Linked DNA regions of Arabidopsis thaliana: regions 2 and 3 are each linked to region 1. The links are chromatin contacts, called in public capture Hi-C maps. All regions are on one chromosome and are shown on one strand. The core of a region is the stretch at or near the end of the contact, and the rest is flanking DNA. Distances in the headings are between cores, read along the strand shown.

Evidence for each region. Capture Hi-C pulls out chosen DNA fragments and counts their contacts.
Region 2: a capture Hi-C map of seedling shows a contact between it and region 1, with 3 times the contacts expected there. A contact is called at or near these places in 1 of 26 Hi-C or Micro-C datasets (shoot) and 2 of 3 other capture datasets (seedling and shoot).
Region 3: a contact with region 1 is called in a capture Hi-C map of shoot, with 3 times the contacts expected there. A contact is called at or near these places in 1 of 26 Hi-C or Micro-C datasets (leaf) and 2 of 3 other capture datasets (seedling and shoot).

Annotation. Positions count from the first base shown.
Region 1 is chr1:18,985,751-18,990,681 of TAIR10.1, reverse strand. AT1G51210 (UDP-Glycosyltransferase superfamily protein) reads right to left here and starts at 2,980. Exons shown (of 1, transcript NM_103999.2): 1 at 1,415-2,980. The coding sequence starts at 2,873. The coding sequence ends at 1,572. AT1G51200 (A20/AN1-like zinc finger family protein) reads right to left here. Exons shown (of 3, transcript NM_103998.3): 3 at 4,048-4,931. The coding sequence ends at 4,471. It overlaps WIP5 (WIP domain protein 5), which reads left to right. Exons shown (of 2, transcript NM_104000.2): 2 at 326-931. The coding sequence ends at 757.
Region 2 is chr1:19,395,182-19,400,112 of TAIR10.1, reverse strand. It overlaps AT1G52120 (Mannose-binding lectin superfamily protein), which reads left to right and starts at 1,869. Exons shown (of 5, transcript NM_104093.4): 1 at 1,869-1,918; 2 at 2,232-2,459; 3 at 2,538-2,987; 4 at 3,076-3,510; 5 at 3,623-4,032. The coding sequence starts at 2,256. The coding sequence ends at 3,913.
Region 3 is chr1:19,248,575-19,253,505 of TAIR10.1, reverse strand. AT1G51840 (kinase-like protein) reads left to right here and starts at 2,643. Exons shown (of 3, transcript NM_001333510.1): 1 at 2,643-2,901; 2 at 3,307-3,428; 3 at 3,528-4,105. The coding sequence starts at 3,335. The coding sequence ends at 4,057. It overlaps AT1G51850 (Leucine-rich repeat protein kinase family protein), which reads left to right. Exons shown (of 13, transcript NM_001333511.1): 12 at 1-53; 13 at 134-695. The coding sequence ends at 542.

The DNA of each region.
Region 1 (4,931 bases), core at 1,731-4,230:
GTGTTAAAATTATTTAGTTCACTTTTAAATAACAACATAACATTTAATGTTTAATGAAATAATTTTTGGAAAATATTACATAAGCTATAAATTTTAAAAAATAATTTTTTTTATAAATGCTTAATGTTGATAATAAGTTTGGCTTTAAATGTCGATGAAAAAATGATTTGACTACTATTCATAAACATATGTATATTTTTTCATATCTCTTAAACATATACACTTAAACCAATCTTACTTTTTGATTTTTGATCAAAAACAACCAATATTACTTTAAGACTGACATCTTTGTTGTATCCGTGATCTGAAAAACGTTTTATCATAGATGCACATGTGGGGACACGGCTCACAATACAGAAAGGGACCAGAATCCTTAAGAGGAACCCAACCAACAGGAATGCTAAGACTACCATGTTTCTGCTGTGCACCCGGTTGCAAGAACAACATTGACCACCCACGAGCCAAGCCTCTTAAGGACTTTCGAACCCTCCAAACACATTACAAACGTAAACATGGGTCTAAACCATTTGCTTGTCGTATGTGTGGTAAGGCCTTTGCAGTGAAAGGAGATTGGAGAACGCATGAGAAGAATTGTGGAAAGCTTTGGTATTGCTCTTGTGGCTCGGATTTTAAGCACAAGAGGTCGCTTAAGGACCATGTCAAGGCCTTTGGAAATGGTCATGTTCCTTGTGGGATTGATAGTTTTGGAGGAGATCATGAGGACTACTATGATGCTGCTTCTGATATCGAGCAATAAGATGATAGCAACAACAATGAGTGTTAATTAGGGGTTTTGTTTATTTTTCCTCTCATGCATTAGTTGATTGTATGCACGTGTTCTTTAGTTTTGTTCTTCGGATCTTTGTTTTATTTTGTTTTGAGCTGTTTTTTTTTTAATTACTAAGAAGTTAATTATCATCTAAAGATTTTCAACCGTTAGCTTGAGATACTTTTAAGTAATAGAACAAATTAAAGACTTGTGGTGCAAGCTTAAATCAAAATGGCAAAGAAATTAAAGCCTAATTTAAATATGTAATTTTCAATTCATTTTTGGAAAAAATGTCGAAAAAATCGTGAACTTTCAAATTTGGGACGAACAAAGCATAAACTTTTAAAATGCCATAAAAATCCTAAACTTTACTTTGACATTTTGAAAAATGACCAACTTTCGTTGACCAAGCCGTTTTGAACATGGGTTGTAGATATTTAGGTTTTGAAAATGCACCCATAGGGTTTGGTATCTCTCCCTGTTTTAATGTTCCAATGATTTATGAAGTTGTATCTGAAACCCAATTTTTCGCTTTGTATCTGCTTATTAGATAACATGAGGGTTTTAAATCTAACTAGCTCCCTCGTTAATTTATACTGGTTCAAAGTTTTGTAATTCTTAGTGAGACTCTAGCTATGTAGATACTTGATACTTTGACAATGAAAACACAATTTTGTTCATTTAGAACTCTTTTTAAAAGCTTATTCATTTAGAATCATATCTTTAGAGAGCTCAATTCTTTGACAAGTCTTTCTAAATCAACACTAGAGCTTCCTCCTACTTCAGTTGCAGCTCGTGCCTTCTATCCCATCTCCTTAGCCCGAGCACGCGCCTCGCCTCCACTCTCACCCATTGTGTCAGCGATAATCCGACCCATCTCATACGGGTCAGGCACAGTCTTACCCCCTTCACATACACTAACCGCCACACCCATATGCTCCACTACCAACCTCGCATCTACAAACTGGTCTGCTTCCATTGGCCATGCCAAGATCATTGTTCCGCTAGCCATCGCTTCCAGCACCGAGTTCCATCCACAATGGATTAAGAACCCGCCAACCGCCACATGACTCAACATAGCCACTTGAGGAGCCCACCCTCTCACAATCATTCCTCGACCTGCGACCCGATCCTCAAACCCATCCGGTATCGGGTCTTTCTTAACCACCCATACGAATCGGGTCATACTCTTCTCGAGACCAAGAGCCAGATCATCACACTGCTCTTTGGTTAACACCTTTTGACTTCCGAAGCAGATGTAGAGCACTGAATCATCTGGACATCCATCTAGCCAACTCAACAATGCCTTTGCGTCTACATTGGATACGGAATCTTCCTTACTTAACCCGACTGAAGAAAGCGGACCAACACCGAAAACGCGGTTCTCACTCACTTTCTGCTTCACATACTCCATGTAATCCTCTTCCAGACACTCACAAGTATTGAAAATACAACCATAACTCGAAAAATTCATGGTACTGTCTTTAACACTTTCAAGATCTTGCGATAATGGAGACTGAGGGATTAAAGACGGGAGATGCTCTGTTTTGAAAACAGGGGAGCGAGGAAGATCCGATAAACAGACAGGCTCAGTTGATTCAAAGAGATGAGGCTTGTCAGAGACAAAATGGAGAATCGAAGCTAAGAATGCTCCAGAACTGAAGAAAGCAAAGCGAGGAATACCAAGATCTTTGGTCCATCCAAGGAAGAAATCAGAAATGAGAGCGACCGGTGGATTTGGATGAGAACTTAACCAGTTGACGATAGGCTCTCGAAGCTGACGAAGAGAAGCCATGATCAAGGGATTTCCGTAACCACCTAGATCTTTAACGTTTTCAACCCCGGAAGGGATTAAAGGATGGTGAGGGAAAGGTAAAGTGACGACGGAAACAGCGGATGGATGAGCGGAGAGAAGAGGAGAGAGGTAAGGAAGGTTTTTAGGAGTGACGATGATGGAGACTGTGAGGCCACGAAGACAGAGTTGATGGGTTAAGTCGAGAAGAGGAAGCAAGTGGCCTTGTGCTGGATATGGAAACACCATGATGTGAGGTTTTAAACTGCCACGTATAGTTTCCGGTCGCGGCTGCGGCATTGCTCTGTTCATTTCTCGGTTGTTGTTTACGCTCGGTGGTGATATTATAGAATGATGTGTGTGTTAATGTACGATGATATGTGCATTGGCATTTTATATGTCTAGATTTTTTGTTGACCAAAAAAAAAACACGAGTCTAATTTTTTTTATCTTTTTTTGAAGTGTGTTATATACTTAAATTGATGAGATTATGTATGCCATGTGTATAGTTTCAATTTGGATCCAAAACGCGAAAAAAATATCAAGTTAGTTGTATCCTCTAAAGTCTAAACTAAATAGAAAGAAATCTACGTAAAACTAGAAACAAAAATTAAATGCAAAATAATGATTCATGAGAGTTGATTTTCATCTATATTTAACAATGACATTTTGTTCTAATTAAAAAAGAAATAATAATTGGTAAGTTTAATAATATATTATTTAGATATTCTATATATTTTAATTAATTTGAAGAAAAACTTCAATTAGAAAAAGTAAAAATATATGGAAAATCATAAAATTTCTTGTATTTATATTTGATGATGAGATCAAACAAAAGTAAAGAAAAAATAGTAAATTTTATTGTTAATTATTACTATTATTTTGTTATTATTTATTATTATTTTAATTTTTGTTTTTGTTGTTCTTTAACAAAACAAAAAAAAATATTGTTTGGTATTTTGGTGAAATCAAACAAAACTGAAAGCGGAATAAGTACGTAGAAGATGCGGTGCTGGGGTTTATGAGGAAAACGAACGTACGCTTGATTGTTTGCCAAATCTTGCGGTTGAGATAGTTACATGTGTCTCTAGTGAAATGGTTGCGGTTGAGAAGGAGTTGCGGTGAAGCAAAAGCGCATCAGTTATCACTATCAGTGATGACTCATCAAAAAACCGGTAAAATCAGATAAAACGCCGTTTGTTGTGTAGGCAATGAACCAAACAGTTCCAAACATTTTTATACGATGTCCTCAGGAACTAGTATATAGTATGGTGACGTTTAAAGCAACTCCTACGATGCCGTTTAGAGCAAGTTGATACGATGCTTACGCAACTTGATACGACGTCGGTTTTTCACATAGGACATGTTGTAAAGCAAGTGAGGACGACACCCTTTGGAGCTTTTGTCTCCTTACGATCATCTCCTTCTTCTATGGTTATGGGCGTTCGTACTCAGAACAGGAAAAAGCGAGCTCTTCAGTGTTTATCGACCCATATATACACATATATAGTAAGCTCATGACTTTGCAAAGTTACATAACTCACCAACCAGAGAAATTGAAAGGAATCACTGATTGAAGGACAAACACAGGCCTTTTTAAATAAGCTTCATGTAGCTACAGAGACAATCTCAATATGATACAGACCAAACAGGAAACAATAACACAGTGCTCAAAAATAGTAGAAAGATAAACACACAAAGCATTTTTTTTAAGAGCACGTTTCTCTGCTTGCAAACACAGATAATAGAAAGTTCCACACCACAGAGAGATGGAAGACGCTAAAGATCAAGCACGCTTTCATTCGACCTTATATAAAACCTTTTTAACATGAGAATACTTGAACCAGACACAGACAGGAGAAGGAAACACCAGGCCACCTGATGAAACCAGAGAAGTTTACTTAGATTTTCAGATTTTGTCAAGCTTCTCTGCTTTCACAACCGGGTTTGCCTTAGCTATCGCCTCTTGCGCAGCAGCATGGTAATTGAAGGAGCAGTCATGTACGTCTGCATAGCGGTGTGTTCCGCAGAAGAGGCTCCCACAGCGACATTTGAATCCAGTCAGGCCAACCCGCTTATTGCAAGTAGTACATCGGCTTGGTCCCTTTGGTTTCGCAGCTTCTTCTGGTGCTACTACCTCTGCAACGACTTGGACAGAGGATGGCTGTACAGAAACAGTCATCGGCTCAACGGATTTGGTTTCAATATCGACCAACGCAGCGGTAAAGGTTTCCTTTATGATGTTGCTGGATGACGATGTTCCAGACACTGCAGATGCAAACTTAGCGCCCTGCTCCTGTTGGAACAACATATCCTTGTGACACTTAGAACACATGTTCATTGTGGCAGCGCTTCCAAAGAAACCGCAGT
Region 2 (4,931 bases), core at 620-3,119, 410 kb before region 1:
AACAAATCTCGGTTGTCTCTCTTAATATTCTATTTATTCTCTTAAGACGGTATTGTGTTTGAGAAAAAAAAAGCGGCATTGTAAAGTTTTCCTCAAAATCTAAACCATTAAATAAGTTTATAAACTAAAAATATATTTAAAAAATTGCTGAATATAGTCTAAACTCTATATTTTATTCTGAATTAAATGAATTTTGTAAAATCATACTTAACCGATTCAAACGTTCACCGGATCACAAGTTAATGATAGATTTTTGTTGGTTTCTCCATTTTTAAAATTTAGATTTTTTTAAAAACTTTTCCAGTTTTAAAATCATATTTTTTGTTTCTTTAATGAAATGCAATGGACGTCGGTTCCATTACATGCATGATGCACGCCTATTTGTCTAAATGACAATTTTATAAAAAAAACAATTTTTGAGATAGCGTGGGACGACTTCATATAGTCGTTTAGAATATGATTTCATATTTAAAATTGTATAGACTCTATTCTAAGTAATACCATTTAAGATTGTATAGACACCTTCATGACTTCATCCCTCATTTTCTCTCTTTATATTTTTCATATTAAATGCAATGGATAAATCTGATTGGATACCCTAAATGGGAAGATGTCTCTCTCATATACACAAGCCACAAGGACAAGGTGTGAATATGTCCAAAACGTAATATGGAAAAGATGTCTTTCTCATATACACTGCATGGGTTTTAGATTAATTATTAATGTTTTAAGTTGGCTCTATATATAGTATATTAACGACAATGATTGAAACATTTTAAACATTTTAAAACAAACTCAATGTTTTAAGTTGGCTATATATATATACTATATTAACGACTATAGAAGCAAGAGTTTTATAGTAATTATTAGATTTGGACCTCATTAAAATTATACCGGAAAAAAATCCAATAATTTTATATTAAAATAAAAAATATTTTGGTCCACCTTTTTATTCTTGTTCTTTTGGTTGGCAATCATACAGTTAATTAAAATAAAACTCAAGATTGGGGGTTTCCAATACAAAAGAGAAGGGTATGCAACAATAACATTCACATATCTGATTCTGATCAATCAAGCTGAACAACTATCAAACAATTTAAAGTACAAAAAATGAAACAAACAAAATAAAACGAGCAGTAAAAAACATATAGTGGCTGAAATTGTCTAAAAAGGTTTTAAAAAACGGCAATGGATGGAAGCTAAACCAATTTGATCAATTCTAATTTTTTTTGTTTTGAAGCTATGACAGATTAGGACTTTAACATGAGCTTCAACTCAAAATCAATTAGGAACGAGTGGAGTGGTTTAAACCTTTTATATATTACTATTTAATTTTTCTTACTTTCAGGAATCATTGGTTTTGAAGCGCGGGCATATGTGGGAACAACATTCACGAGGTGGTTCGATATGGGACTTTCAATAACACCCTCTCTCACGCTCAGGCATAAACATTTAAAGCGTAGACATATGTGGGAACAACATCCACATGATGGTCCAACGATTGGGTGACTTTAATACCATGAAAATGTAATTTTAACATGGACATTCAACTCAAAACCAATTGACAATAAATGTTTATATATCACTAGATAATTTCTCCAACTTCCGATGTGAGACTTTCTCTTACTAACAAATTATCACCAATATATCTCTTAAAAAGTCATGATTGACATAGTCCAAATTAGAGTTTCGAACTTTCACCAATGGAGAATGACTTCTCATTTAACAATTTTCTCTAATAAAATACCTAGTTGTATTTTACATATTTATCAAAGACCAAATTAATAAAAATAAATAAAAAGACCCAATATTCTCTATTTATAAAAGACCCAAAACTTGTATATAAATAGCCTCCATCCATAGGGTTAAAGACCACCACAGTACTATCTATTCTTCAACTTCCACTTCACCATTAGAGGTCAGCTCTCTCTCCCTCTCCTTATGCATATTTGCTTTTATTTAGTTAATGTTTAAGCCTTGTATTCCTAGATTTTTCTTTTGTAAACGTAATTACAATCTAGAGCATGGCTATCTCCTGTTTTTACTTATAAGGTAATATATGGAATTTGCCCCTTTTCACCCAATAAGCTTGATCTTCCTTCTCTGTATTTTTGCAAATGGTCTCCTTCCTTCAATATATTAGCCTGTCTGTTCCTTGTCCGAAATGTTTTCCCCCCATTTTGATTTTTCTACCTAATGAATCACAATTGGGTATTGATGCAAATTATTAGCTATAAGCAAAGCAATACAACACCATGTCTCAAGATTCGAATGCGTTAGAGATGATCCAAAACGAAGGGCCTAAGTGGGACGATGGATTTGACCATGATGATGTGACAAAGATATATTTGGTAGGTGGTAAAACCGGCATAGATTTCATCAAGATTGACTATGTCAAGTCTGGAAAACCGAAAAATGGACCATTCCATGGATATTCGGGTGGAGGATTTCTGCAGATGGTATGACATATCCCTTTATTATTTTATGTTAATGAGGATAATTAATATTGACTTTTGTTTTCACCAACTTTTACACAGTTTGAGATTGACAATCTCAAAAACGAATATCTAGAATCCGTTGAGGGTTACTACACCAACAGAAGTGGCGAGTTCATTGGAGCAATTCAATTCAAAACCAACTTGAGGGTTTCCGAAATCATAGGATATTCATATTGGGGTTTAAAAAAATTTAAACTGGCAAAACATGGAAATAAAATCATTGGGTTTCAGGGATCTGCTGAGTATCGCCTTAAAGATCTTGATGCATATTTCACTCCCATCACTCCTACAAGAATGGAAGCGCAAGGGGGAAATGGAGGAACAAAGTGGGATGATGGAGGTGACCATGATAGTGTAACAAAGATTCAAGTACGTATTAATAAGGAAGGCATACAATATATCAAATTCAATTATGTCGACAAGGATGGAGATCCGGAGAAGGAGCAACTCCATGGCTCAGAGACGGGTAGAGGATACACGCTAGAACCGGTATGTATGACCGCATAACTTAAATTTAAATTTGATGACAAGCCTCTTGGTTTTCTACTACCGCAATATGCAATGTTTATTTTTGTAGTTTGAGATTAACCATAGCGACAAGGAATATCTGCTATCTATTGACGGTTGCTACGACGAAGATTCTGGTGTAATTCAATCACTGCAACTCAAAACCAACATAAAGACTTCAGAAGTAATGGGAGACGATGAAAAGGGTACTAAGTTCACACTTGGATGCAACGGCCATGAGATCATTGGGTTTCATGGATCTGCTCAGGATAACCTAAACGCTCTTGGAGCTTATATCACAACCCTTACTCTAACTAAATTAGAATACATAGGTGAAGGAAGTGACATTTGGGATGATGGTACTTTCGAAGGTGTAAAAAAGGTGTCCTTTTATCATAATGATGGTATAGTAAGGTGTATCGAGTTCGATTACGTTAAGGACGGCAAAATCGAAACCCGTGTGCAGGGGGGGAAGAGGGGAACGGGTGATTTTACAAAAGAAGAGGTTATAATTCCTACAACTCTGAATATTGGTCGAACACATATGTTTTTATCTATATATATGCGTGTGTGTGTTCTTGAACACTGCTTATATGTAAAATCTCATTTTGTCGCAGTTTACAGTGGACTATCCAAATGAGTTTCTCACTTCTGTGGAGGGGACTTATAGAGACAACCCTGGCGGCACTCTTATAACGTCGTTGACTTTCAAAACATCAAATAATAGAACCTCTCCAATACTGGGAAAGGCATCTAATAAAACATTCTTGCTCGAGAGCAAAGGTTGTGCTCTTGTTGGGTTCCATGGAGCATCTTCGGATTTTTTTCTTTATGCTTTAGGAGCATATTCTTTTCCGATGACTTCTCTTGCTGAAGCGGGCCGGGGAGCCATACACACAAGCTGGTGATAGAGGAGCTTCCCAAGACAACGGTGGTTTCGACGATGTTTGATCATCTTCATGTTTGAGACCAAATGAAACTTTCTCCACTAAGCTTTATCATGCTCTTTAATGTATCGTAATCCTCTAAAACAAATAAAAATAAAAAAATAAAAAAAATACATGTATCGTAATCCTGTATTCTACTTACGTGTGTGCTCTTAATATCATTTAATAAGACCAATGTTTTTCTAAAACAATTAAGCTTCAATTTTTCACTTTAACAATTTTGTGAAACTTTCTACAATAAGTTTATCATGCTCTTTATATCTCTTAATCTTGTATTCTACTTACGTATTTGCTCTTATGTTTTTTGGAGCATCAATTTCAATATCATTTAATAAGAAAAGTTTTTTACGAAAACACTTAACTCCAATTTTTCACTTTAACAATTATGTGATTATATTTTGGAGGAAACAAAAGGGTTTTGTGTGACAGAAACGGTTAAGACCACTGAGTTTTTAATTTGATCATCAATCGTATATTGAAAATATAATTGGGCATAAATGAAACAATATATATTTGTCTGGACGTTCGGGTATTCATCCGGTTCCGGATAGATCTATTCAGTTTCTGTTATTTTGGGTAAAAGAGTTTTAGGATCCATTCGGTTATTTCAAAATTTTAGTGTAGATTCACTTTGGTTCTGTTTAATTTAAAATATTGGATTAGGTTCGGTTTGGTTTTGGCTATTTTCAGTTTGGTTCTGAATACCCAAAATATTGAAAATTTATTTTTAATAATGGTTATGTTATGTTACAAAAACTACTATTATGTAAACCCTTCACTGAGCAAAGACTACACTAGAGGGCATATAGACTCGCAAACCAGGAGTCATATACAATAATTTCTAAAAAAAAGATTGATATCTACACAAAGTAAAGGAAAATACATGTTCATATATGTCAACTATACTATTGTATCTTGGGCTACACAAAATAGATGTATTACATGACCACATATATAAACTATAGAACATCATGTGGTT
Region 3 (4,931 bases), core at 1,394-3,893, 260 kb before region 1:
GAAACTCATGTGTCAACAGTTGTTGCTGGAACGCCTGGATATCTTGATCCCGAGTAAGTATTATGGCTTAAAATATTATTATTGTTTTTAATGAGAAAGAAAGTTTATAATTTCCTCGTATTTTGTTTTCCAGATACTATAAAACAAATTGGTTGACAGAAAAGAGTGATGTTTATAGTTTTGGGATTGTATTGTTGGAGCTTATCACAAATCGACCCGTGATCGACAAAAGCCGTGAAAAGCCACATATAGCAGAATGGGTAGGAGTAATGCTTACAAAAGGAGACATCAACAGTATCATGGATCCTAATTTAAATGAAGATTATGATTCTGGTTCTGTTTGGAAAGCTGTTGAGCTAGCCATGAGTTGTCTCAATCCTTCTTCAGCAAGAAGACCGACCATGTCCCAAGTTGTTATTGAACTAAACGAGTGTATAGCATCAGAAAATTCAAGGGGAGGAGCGAGTCGGGATATGGACTCGAAGAGTTCCATAGAAGTGAGCTTGACCTTTGATACCGAACTGAGCCCAACGGCTCGGTAGTTTACATAAATTCATATTTTCGCCATATGTAACGTGGATTTTTATTTATTTTCTATTTCATGTAATGAAATTTGTCTATGTGATATATATCTTTGTTAATGAGCAATGAACTTCTTTATTAAACATGTGATTATAAGTTAAAATCGGTTTTCTTCCCTCATATGATACTTACAGTTCAATTTTAGATGAGAAATTAGGAGGTGAAGGCAGATAAAAGAAAAGTTATCGTAATTTTTACAGTTCCAACCACCCCCATTAGTCGATGTATGTATAGTTAAAAGAGAGACAAATCATGCAATCCAGCAATCCTAAAAAAGGAACGTAGGATCACGTATCCTGAGGTACTTAAGATGACATAATTTTGAGAAATTTTCGGGGAAACGAGGATTTGAAAGAGTGTCTAATGAAAACTTGGAGCAGTCTACTCTTATATATAGCGCGACCAGAGAATTATCAACAGCAATTAGGTGGTTGGTACTAAAAGCTCGCGATAACAACTGTATTCAATGTAATGAGTTATGAAAATTTTTAAGACTTTCAAAATAAAAGGTCACAAACTCTAATGTTTTGTCAATAAATTTGACAAAAAAGAAATATGTGACACATGTAACAAAATCAATTCTTTTAATCGTGCCTCATCACACCTCTATATTTCTAAAAATCTAGGCATTACAATCACCCCACTTACCAAGACCTTCACAAAGGCGGTGTGAAGCTACTTGAAACCACACATGTCTAGGCTCGGCTTTGATACCACGCATTCTCTGGATTTGTGGGCCCTACTCTCGTACGAAGACCCATAAATACACTACTACAGGAGACTGGAAATATTTACTTATTGATATTACAAATCGAAACAAGATATCTTCCCGTACTTTGTTCCTACACTCACACGATAACACGTTTTGGCATGTCAGCCAACCTTAAATGATTAAATCGCTCCACCTCAAGAATACCTAACTTTAGAAATCTGTCAAGATGTTCGACAGAAAATATAGGTACACTTAATTTGGTACCCGAATCAATTCTCTTAAATACTAGTAAAGTACCACCATATTTTGTAAAATCGAGGTATAACAAAATTTAAGTTTACTTCTGCGATGATTAATTTTAAACACTCAACTGCTATTTTATACTCTCTTTGTTCCTTTTTGTTTGTTTTAGGAAAAACACAAATATTAAGAAAACATATTAAATGTTGCTTTTAAATGTATTATTTTTTGTAATTTACAATTTTCAATAACTTTAAACCAATGATATATAATAATTTTTATTAAAATTTACAATTTATCAATTAAAACTAATAAGTATTGCATTGAAAACCTAAAAAATTAATCTTTTTAAAACAATTTTATTTTCTAAAAAATCAAACAACAAAAAACAGAGGAAGTATATAAAAGGTCACAAGCTATTTAAAGTCTCAAACAATCCATAGTTTGAGATTATGTCATTTTGATGAATGTTAAGTTCTCAGATTTATTGATGGGAAGGTGTAATTAAGCTGCAATTATCTAAATTTTTTATAAATTGTATTCATCAAGCACAACTAGTGAAGGCTACAGTTTCGATCTGGTCAACGGCCGACTTAAACCAGTTGCGAAATTTCATGTATCTAATAGACTAGTACATATAAGGTTGCCTAGACGTTTTGTCCACTTAATTTTTAATTTGAAATTAATTCATTTTCCTGTCTGATCATTTTAAACTTGTATTTTCAGTGACTATCTACTGTTTTAAATAGTAAACATCTACATTACATTTTTAAAAACCAAGCGAACTTTTATACTCTTAATCAACGTTAAATGTTTTTCTTTTATATTGAATATATATAGTATACTGCTTTTCTTTTGACTTATAAAATGTTATTTATTATTCTATTGTTTATAAATCATGTTATTTAATGTAGTTTACTTGCTATTATATATACAATATACTAATTTATGTTAAAACACCTAAAATATTCTAAAATGCTCAAATTCTAGCTGCTAGGTGGAGGTGATACCCTGATAGGTCTCCTATTTGAAAACGATATATTTTGTCTAAAAACGTTGAATGTAATATATGAACTACTTGTATGAAGTATTAAATTCATCAAGCACACAACTAGTGAAGGCTCACTTTTTGGTCATACAAATTAGAAACAAATACGAATTTTGACTAAAATAAAATAATATCAGCGAATATGTCGGCTACACCAAAATTTCAGCGTGTAATTTTTGAGTTGAAACAAAAATTTATGTGGAAGGTTGGATCGTCAACGGACGGTTCTAAATATACGACAATTTCGTGATGGACAAGCTTTCATCGTAACACTCAAGACCACTACCAATGATTTTGCATGCGGCATTCTGAATCTTTGGTTAGTTTTGCACTTCAAGAATTTGTGTTTTCTAGGAGTTGAACCCCAAACCTAGAGTAACAATATTAATCCTTGAATCTTGATCAACTACTGGACCATGGGGATTTCCATGTTTCCTCTGATATCTTATACAACTTCTTATTATTATTCTTGGTTTTAGTCTTTTAGATATTCATTTTTACCTTACCATCATATTATCATATGTAATATTATGAAGACAAGTACTCTCTTCATTGTTGTTAACAGATAAGATTTTGTTTTTTAAAACACTTGTTAATTTCTCGCAACTCTCTCTATCAAATGATTTTGTACCGGTAAGGAAATATTCTCAATTATTTCTTTATTCAATTCTTTAATCTTATAATGAGTTGACTATGAATTTTGATCATATAGTTGTATGCATAGTTTGGTATCGTAAAAACAAAAAGCTCTCATGTGGACAGTCAGGAGAACCATGGAGAGACATTGTGTGTTCGTTACCATTTTTGTGCTAATACTTCATCTTGTTCAAGCTCAAAATCAAACCGGTAAGCACAAATATGTTGGTTTCTTTTATGTGTTTATGTTCTTCAACGCGTCTAAGTTTATCAGATTATTAACTAATAATTAATCTATTATCTTCATAGGATTCATTAGTGTAGATTGCGGTTTATCCCCTCCCGAGTCACCTTACAATGCACCTCAAACAGGTTTAACATATACATCAGATACCGGTTTAATAAACACTGGGAAGACTGGTAGAATCGCCAAGGATTTCGAACCATTCGTGGATAAGCCGGCTTTGACAATGAGATACTTTCCAGACGGAATACGAAACTGCTACAATCTAAATGTCACCCGCGACACCAATTATCTGATCAAGGCCACCTTCGTTTATGGAAATTATGATGGGCTTAATGTTGACCCGAACTTCGACCTTTACCTCGGTCCGAATTTATGGACAACGGTGAGTAGTAATGACACGACAGAGGAGATCATCCATGTGACCAAATTCAATTCTTTGCAGATATGTCTTGTTAAGACGGGAATAAGTATACCTTTTATAAATGTTTTGGAGCTCCGACCATTGAAGAAAAATGTATACGCTACTCAAAGCGGTTCATTGAAGTACTTATTCAGGATGTATGTTAGCAATTCAAGTCGTCGTATAAGGTAACGATCAAATTTTTTATCTTATATATAATCATATGTCTCAATGAATTGTTTGGATTTATTTCTATATACATGTGTTATATAAAAATAACTAGAAAAGGTCCCACGCGATGCGTGGGTAAATTTAATATAATAAAATATATAAATATATATTAGCAAACCAAAAAATATTTGTAACTAAAAGTTTTTCTAAAAAATTAAATTGTAACCCTTTGACTATTAGATATCTAAGTCAAAATTATATATATATATATATTTCATTATATATAGTATGTGTATAACTTGTAAAAATGTCATTGTTCTATAAACTTGGTCATTGGTAGGAGTGTCAAAATGGGTCAAAATCATGGGTCAACTCAACTCAACTCAACCCATGAACCCTAATGAATTGAAATTTTTGACTCAAATGAGTTGATGGGTCAAATGCGTTGACGAGTCAATTGGTTTCATGAGTAAAATGATTTGGGTTGTAATGGTTAATGGTTTGAATGAGTTACCCAATTAACCCATCAAGTTTTGTAAAATTGAATTAATACAACTAAAATCTCTAAACCAATGCCAATTTAAGTTTAACCAACACATCTAAACCAATTTAATAAAATTAATATTTTTTCAAATTTCTTAAATATACAAGCGATAAAATTGAGAAAAAGTAAACTTGTAATTTTTCCACCAAAAAACATAAACCCGTGATTTTCCCGCCAAAACGTAAACCCGTGATTTTCCCGCCAAAAATGTAAACCCGTGATTTTCCCGCCAAAAACGTAAACCCGTGATTTTCCCACCAAAAACGTAAATCCGTGATTTTTCTGCCAAAAACGTAAACCCGTGATTTTCCCGCCAAAAACGTAAACTCGTGATTTTCCCGCCAAAAACGT